Regions from separate parts of the Sus scrofa genome. Here region 2 is linked to region 1. The links are chromatin contacts, called in public HiChIP or PLAC-seq maps. All regions are on one chromosome and are shown on one strand. The core of a region is the stretch at or near the end of the contact, and the rest is flanking DNA. Distances in the headings are between cores, read along the strand shown.

What was found. HiChIP or PLAC-seq counts read pairs in DNA pulled down with a chosen protein or histone mark.
Region 2: a contact with region 1 is called in an H3K27ac HiChIP or PLAC-seq map of alveolar macrophages. The contact joins the promoter of C1H15orf48 here to the promoter of SQOR in region 1. A contact is called at or near these places in 2 of 5 promoter capture datasets (fetal skeletal muscle and liver) and 2 of 2 datasets of contacts at active chromatin or transcription factors (alveolar macrophages and skeletal muscle).

The regions. Positions count from the first base shown.
Region 1 is chr1:126,134,974-126,138,920 of Sscrofa11.1, reverse strand. SQOR (sulfide quinone oxidoreductase) reads left to right here and starts at 1,894. Exons shown (of 11, transcript NM_001244238.1): 1 at 1,894-1,916.
Region 2 is chr1:126,305,479-126,309,375 of Sscrofa11.1, reverse strand. It overlaps C1H15orf48 (normal mucosa of esophagus-specific gene 1 protein), which reads left to right and starts at 1,425. Exons shown (of 5, transcript XM_001925677.7): 1 at 1,425-1,518; 2 at 1,744-1,805; 3 at 1,965-2,050; 4 at 2,956-3,016. The coding sequence starts at 1,770.

The sequences.
Region 1 (3,947 bases), core at 645-3,144:
GTTAGCTCATACCTATAAGAGGGCTAATGTCAAAAGGGCTAGAAATAAGTATTGACAAGGATGTGGAGAAAAGGGAACCCTTTTGTTGGTGGGAATGTAAATTGGTATAGTCCAACGGAAAACAGTATGGAGATTCCTCAAAAAATTAAGAATAGGACAATATGATCCAGTTATCCCACTTCTGGGTATTTATTCAAAGAATAGGAAAATATTAATTTGAAGATACTTGCACTCCTAAGTTCATTATGGCATTGTTTACAATAGCCAAGATTTGGAAACAGCCTAAAGCATGCCCATCAATGGATGAATGGATAAAGATGTGGGATACATATATATATGTGTGTGTATATTCATTACATATATAGTATGTATGTGTATATATATATATGTATATATATATACACGAAATACTACTCAGACATAAAAAAGGATGAAACCTTGCCATTTGTGACAACATGGATGGATCTTGACGGTATTATGCTAAGTGCATTAATTCAGATGGAGGAAGACAAATACTGTATGACTTCACTTGTATGTGGGATATAAAACGCAAACAAAATAATCAAACAAATTAAACAAAAACACTGAAGTGCAGAGAAAAGAATAGTGGTTACCAGAGGGGAGCGGGGGAGGGGAAGGATGAAATGAGTAAAGGGGATCAACTGTAGGGTGAGGGATGGAAATTAAGTATTTGCTTGTAAGCATGCTGTAGGGTATAAAGAAGTAGAAATGGAATATAAAATGTTATAAACCAAAGTTACTTCAATAAAAAATAAACCTGAAAAAAAAAAAAAAAAAAAAGAAAGCAAGCAAGCCAGGGGGAGGAGCTCAGAAATTGTTAACAACTTTATTAGGTTGCTTTCCTGAGGCAACCGTCTCTTTGTGGTTACCTCAATAATTTTTGGTTTGCTAGTGTTCCTCTTTAAAAAGAAAAAAAAAAAGTATAGAAAAAAGTTGACTGAAACAAAAAATTCAAAAAACTAGTTCTTCAAAAATTGCAAAATGAAATAAATGTAAAACAAATGTAAGTAGTTATATTTTCAGGGGACTTTTTAAAGGAAAGTTTGTAACTCACATCTAAAGTTATTAAAGCTTAAAATTGCAGCAAGACTTCTGGACACCCAATGCATGCTATGAAAATGTTCTCTAGATCTGATGTGGTGGAAAACCACTCACCTACACTTCTCACCTACTTAGAGCAGCCAGTTGAAAACATCTAGCATGAAAGTATGATTGAACATGGTTTGGAGGCGAGCGGGTGAAAGCCAGCTGACCTTAGCCTCCACCCCTGAGGGAAAAGCGCTGCTCCAACGCTTAATAAGGTGAAGTTTTGGGGCTTCTCTGAGCCTCGGTTGCCTTAGCTGAGAAATGTGCATGGGAACAGCTGTCTCTCTGGACAATGTTTGGAACCAGATGAGAAGCACAGGGCCCACTGGAGGACCAGAAGACGCCAACCGCCGGGCCTCTGCCCACAGCCCCGCCTTCACCTTTGTCCCTCCCAGTTACGCAACAGAGTAGGCACCCAGATGGGGGAGAGCGATAGGTGCCCTCCGTGCCCACTCTGTGCCTAGGGCGCCCAGCCACACTCCAGGGTGCGCTGGGGGTAGGGGCGAGTCTGCCTCGCCGGCGGAGCCCCGGCCCGCTGGACCCACGTCCCTGGCTGTCCCCCGTGCGTGCTCATAAGCCTGGGTGCAGTCTGAACTTGGCCTTGGTGCTGGGACTGCGGCGCCGGGCGGGGCGCTGGCGGGACCTTTCCGGAACTTTCTGGGGGGTCGGGGCGGGGTGGGGCTCGCTCTCCCCGCCTCCAGCCTCCGCCCGGGGAGCGGGTGGTGCCCCAGCTGAGGCTGCAAGCCCCAGCGGGGAGCGGCAGGTTTTGCTGCGCCAACACTGTGGCCGGAGGCTCTGCGCGCCTTTGGGTAAGAGGCATACCCCTCGGCCGATCTCAGGCCCGTAGGGGAGGGGGACCAGGCGGGGACAGAGATCGCTCTGAGGCCGGTTGTTTATCTAGATATGTCCAAGCAGCTGGGACTGTTCCATCCCTCTTTACACTTTTCTTGCCCACACAGCATTCACAGCTCTTGCCGCCCTTGTTGGAACCTGGGTCTTGGGACCCCTTCCCAGTGTCAGGCCTCGGGGTCGCTGAGAGACCGGACCTGTGAGGAGCGATTAAATACTGAAGTTATCTGTTGGCTTGTGTATGGGGATTTTTTGCTAGAGTGTGTGGGAATTTCTGGCACCTTTCACCTGTTGACTGTGTTCTTAAGCATGTTTCCTGGGTCGCAAGTGAGCGCTCAGCCCCAGTGGGGTGGGAGGTGACGTCTGCTCCTTTGCCCATAGTGGGGCACGTTTCTCCAATGCCAGAGCTCAAGGGACCGAGGAGCGCTGGAGGAGGCAGCTTCAGCTGCTGCTGGAAGCAACAGAGGAGAGCATTTAGGGCCGTGCCCAACAGGAATTGGTGGAAAGAGTCCTCTGGTCCTTTCCTTTCCCATTCGTTTCTCTCTTTTAATTATAAAAATCCCAAACTAGCTTCATACTCAAAGACACAGTGAGCAGAGCCTCCGGGTTTGCCTGTACGGCCCATTGCTGTAATGTAGGTTTCTGACCAATTTTTGTGTCTTGTATCCCTTGGACAGTTCGGGGAAGACTAAGGACCCTTTCTCAGGGCAATATTCTTAAAGGTAAAAAAACAAAAGGCAAAGTATTATCAAGGAAACCAGTTCCAAAAAACTTGTCACAATATTAAAAGAATTTATGATATTTATGATATGTTCTTAAAAAAAAAAACAAAACGAATGCATTAAATAACAAGATCCGGCAGTGGATCTAATAGCTACTGAAATTTCGAAGTCATAATGAACATAAGATTTCAAGATTTAGAAAATCCTTGTAATATAAGAATATGTCTGTGATTTCTCTTTGTGAAAAAGTGGTGGGCACAGTCAGTATTCCTGGGGTTGTCGCCTGTATATGTAATTGAAGAAAGTGCTAAATTTCAGTTAGAGATTAATGAAAATAAAGATGTGAATTTTTATTTTCCACCCAAGTTCATGGTTAAGTGGAAAGGGTAGTGCACAGGAAGTCAGGTCACATGGCTTCTGGTCTTGACACTTCCATTGACTAGCAGCATGAGCTTGTCTTTTGGACTTATTTCCACCTTGACTTCTTCATTGTACAGTAGAGATAATCATGACTTCCTACTTATTTAAGGTGTCCAGCACTGCATCTGCTACAGAGAGGGTGAAATAAATCCCATTTATTAGAACTTGTTTTTCTCTCTTCCTAGACCCCAAGTTTATAGCCATCACCATTGTGTCTCCATTCTTGGTAGATGGAATGTACTCAATAAATACTTTTTGAATGAATAAGTGTATTGGAGAGGATTGCTTGAAAGTACATCTAAAAAAAACCTCCCAAATTCATCCAGGAGACAGCTGGTCGTTTGCAAAATGACTCTGCTTAAAATTTGGGCTTCTTTTTCCTACTGGCCGAACAATGTATAAACACATCTGGAGTTGGAGTGCTTGAAATATCAGTCAGGGCCTGTGGGTCTGTGTGTGTGTGTGTGTGTGTGTGTGTGTATTTGTGTGGAGGGTCTGTGTGGCTGGTGTTCTGCCAGAGAAAATGAAACTGAGTGTTGATGGCAAATTAGAATTCCTTTGGAGAACAGTTTCTCCTCCATCTTGCCTGAGTCTGGGCTTGCTAATCTGATGTGATGTAACACAGGAAATGTCTTACAGGGAGTGGAGACAGACTCATGATGAGGCAGTTCTGGGGACAGATGCATGTTACTCTTTCCTCTTTTCTTTTCACCTTTCCCTGCCTGCCCCACTACCTACTACATAACTCCTCTCTGACCCTGAATATTTGGTAAACAGGAGCAGTAGGTGCAAACTGCTAGAAGCTGCCCAGACTAGACCTGAAGCCAGCTGGTTGCTTCTTCATTCCCA
Region 2 (3,897 bases), core at 176-2,675, 170 kb before region 1:
TAAGATTTCCTTTTCTTTCAACCCTGGAAAAAAATTTAATTAACAAAATGAGGCTTTCTTAGAACCTTCTGACAAAAGAAGCTTTAGAAATTCTGCAGAAGGGGCATTAAAAGGCTTGACTGATTTTTTTTTTCTTGGCTACACCCACAGCATGCAGAAGTTCTGTGGGCCAAGGGATCAAACCCATGCCACAGCAGTGACACTGCTGGATCCTAAGCCTGCTGAGTCACCAGGGTACTCCAAGGCCTCTCATTCTATTCAATACAAACCATGGAAAAAGTTGAATTTTCTTTAATTAACAAATGTCTTCAGTTATAGCTTAAGTTACACAGTAAGAGTAACTGGGGGAGAAGTTATATTTATGACCTGCCTTATAGAAAGAAAATCTTTGCTAATAATAATTACTGTTTATTGAATACCAACTACAGGCAAGACAGAACGCTACACTTTTGCATAAATTCTGACATTTTTTCCCAACTCCTTCCTGAGCTAGGTTTGTCTCCATTTTACAGATACATAGACTGAGATTCTGAAAGCCAGTCAGCTAAAAAAGTGTGATGGGGTGGGCTCTGAGGTCAGGTCCCTTTGAATGTAAAGGCCATGATTAGAGTTAAAATGGGTTTGAAACAGAGCTGAGTCTGGCCTTTCAGAGAACATTAAGATGTTTCCATTTTCACATTAACTGATAGCTTGAACTTCAAACAGTTTTAAAATAATTGTTTTCAAATAACTGAGCTTGCATTCTTAATTGCAGTTGCTAAGAGCGGGGTGCAGTAAGAACAGTGATGATTGCCAGACTTACCTGGGTTCTGCTTGCATCTCCACTGCTTACTGGCTATGTCACTAGAGCATCTCTGAGCCTAAATAACGTATCTTGCAAAAATGTTGAGAAGATTCTGGAACACTGTCTGGCACAGAGACCCTGCTTTAATTATTATGCTCTGTGCAACAAGGCTAGGCTGCTAGCTAAGGGGAGAAGATGAAGCCAGCCTATGGCGTCGTCTCTAAGATCTCTTGGAAACCTCTCCACTGATTTTTTTGGTTTCTTCTCCCACACCTCCTGATTTTTTTAAATTTCAAAAATCAGGGCAACGAGGAGTTATTCTGAAAGGAACTTCACAATTTAATTGTAATTAGCTCCATGTGTGCGCTACATCACATTTTGGAGCTTTTAATGTGACTGGATTAATTCCAGTTTACCTGCTGGCACCTAGGAACCTCCCAAGGAGGCTCTGCGGCTCCTTTTCCGGACCTCTTTTAAGAGGGGCTGGTTTTCACCTTAGCCTTAGCCATTAGAGCGCCCCTTGTCCTCAGTTTCCGCCCCTCGCCAGCCGGTCAGCGCCCAGCCCGGGCTCGCTCCGAGCGGCGGATAAGAACAGCGGTGGACGGCAGAGGGCGCTCGCGTCGGGCTGCAAGGCTCGGTCGCCGGATGCGAGAGGGAAAGAGAGCCAGGTCTTACGGGCTCCCCGCCCGGCTCGCGTGACCTGAACGCTCTGGCCGCCTTTCCGGAGCCCGGTGGTTAGTATATAAGGCGCGGAGGCCGCGGTCAGGGTTCAGTTCTGGGCGTTAGCATCGTCCGCGTGCACCGCCCAGCCCGGTACCTCAGGTGAGCCGCCCTCGGGCGAAGGCGCTGCTGTGCCTGCGCCAGGGTGGCTTTGAGATACGATGGCCGGTTTGGCGCCCACCAGGCTGAGCCCTAGTAGCTGAGTTTTGATGGATATCTTGGATTTTTTTCCCCTCTAGATTTGGCATTCTGCACTGAAGTCATCATGAGCTTTTTCCAACTCCTGAGGAAAAAGAAGGAAGTAAGTTTTTAAAGCAATTGAAAATCTTGACTGAAAATACTAGTTTTTAAAGATGAACAGATGGTGCAGATTTTGAAGAAAGCATAAAATGATGTATAGCTATTCAGTTGTATTTCAAGTGTTTCACATTGAGACATCGGAATATTTTGTTCTCTGTAGCTTATTCCTTTGGTGTTTTTCATGACCGCGGCAGCGAGTGGAGCTTCGGCTTTTGCTATATATTCCCTTGGAAAAACCGATGTGATGTAAGTAGGCATTCTTTATTCATAAAAACGTTTTTAGTCGTGTTAGATTGACTTTGAGTTTATAAAATGCATGGTATCAGTTTTCTGATTTTTCCTCTAGGATAAGAGTATCGAATTTTGAACTTGGAGTCAGGGCCAGAAAGCCTCCAGATATCAGAAGATTATTAAATGATATTATTGATAAAATAAGTTGGTTCCTTGTTAGATAAATAGCTTTTCATTCATTGGCCCTCCTCCTCCAGTAGCAAAAGAAAGTTCCTTGTTATTTTAAATTTAAGTTTTGAAATTTAAAGTTCTTAGATGGTTTTTTGGGATATACATTATCAAACTTAAATCACAATTTTACTGACATTTAAAATTTTGAATGTATTAGAAAGACCTTTCCTAATGTGGTAATGTTTATAGATTCATTTGTCTACAGTGAACCTAGTCTCAGCCCTGGATGTAAGGTAAATTATCATGTATCCTGTAAATGAGGAAGAGAAAAACTTGAAACTGATCTTGACTGGGTGCAGGGCTCCAAAGGGCCGGTCATGCCAGGCTCTGGTGGTTCACCACCTACAGGTTCACACCCAGCCCTCCTGCCTCTCCCAGAAACTGGAGCAAGGGCATATTTGCTTGCTCTTAGCCTGGTACTTCCGCCCTCATTGTTCTTCAGCTTAAGAGAACAGTCTCCAGTCTAGCCCAATAAAGGAATACAAACCTCTTCTACCCTGTAAAGGAATTGATCCTTAATGTTTGAGCCAAACTATGAAGTTTTTAAAGGAATTTTCCATTCATTTCAGTTAACTATGAATGCCTAAGTAGGCAGTCTGAGTCTGTCCTTAGAGTATTTATAAACCCAGTATCAGAATTGGTTTACATTCACTTACTTTAATGTTTAATCAGTTTTCTTTAACTTTTAGCATTGATCGAAAAAGAAATCCAGAGCCTTGGGAAACTGTGGATCCTAATGTACCTAGAAAGGTATTGCTAAATAAAAACGTGATTTACACTTCGCCCCAAACCCTACCACCTTTGTCAGCAAAATAGATTGTATACATTTCACTTTTGGGGTGCAATTTAGGGTTGAAAAGAGTGCTGTAGAGTTGTGGAGATCTAGTTCAAATCCTTGCTCCATTGTTCACAATTGATTTTAGACAGCTTGGCCTCTCTGAGGCTTTCAAAATCTATAAAATGGGTACAGTAATAGGGCTCTACTTCACAGTTTAGAGGATTAAAGAAGATAAAATAGATAGAGCCGTTTAGCAAAATGTCTGCCCCATAGGAATCACTCAAATACTAACTTTTTATCATTATTGTGATATAAAATCTTATTTCAGCTGCTATTTATCTGAAGTTAATGTAAGATCTATTGTGATAAATAACAGGAGCTCCAGAAAACAGCAATGCCATTCTCATTAAGCAAAATTAACTAATATCTACTCATTCAAATGAGTAGAGACTATTGCAAATATTTTTTATGTTTTAAATATTTTGAAAGTAAACAATCTGTTGGAATGAACACTAGGTCTGTCAAAGAAGTCTGACAAAGAAGACAGGTTTGTCAAATAATTTTTTTTTTTAAGAACAAAAATTTCAAATAACACAGTTTTTGGCCTAGAGAAGGACATTTAAAACTACCTACATCTCCCTGTTCCTGGGGTAATAGAAAACTTATGAGAGTAAATGAGAATTTCTGAATGCAAGTTCTTTGGAAGTCAAGGATTGTCCACAGCTCTGTGCCTTTTCCCTTATTGTATAACTTGGATCATTTGGACATTGGCTGAGTACTGATAGTGAGGAAATTTTAAGAGCCTACTATGTGCCTACGTCTGTGCGAGGACCATTATAAGACTCACAAAGAG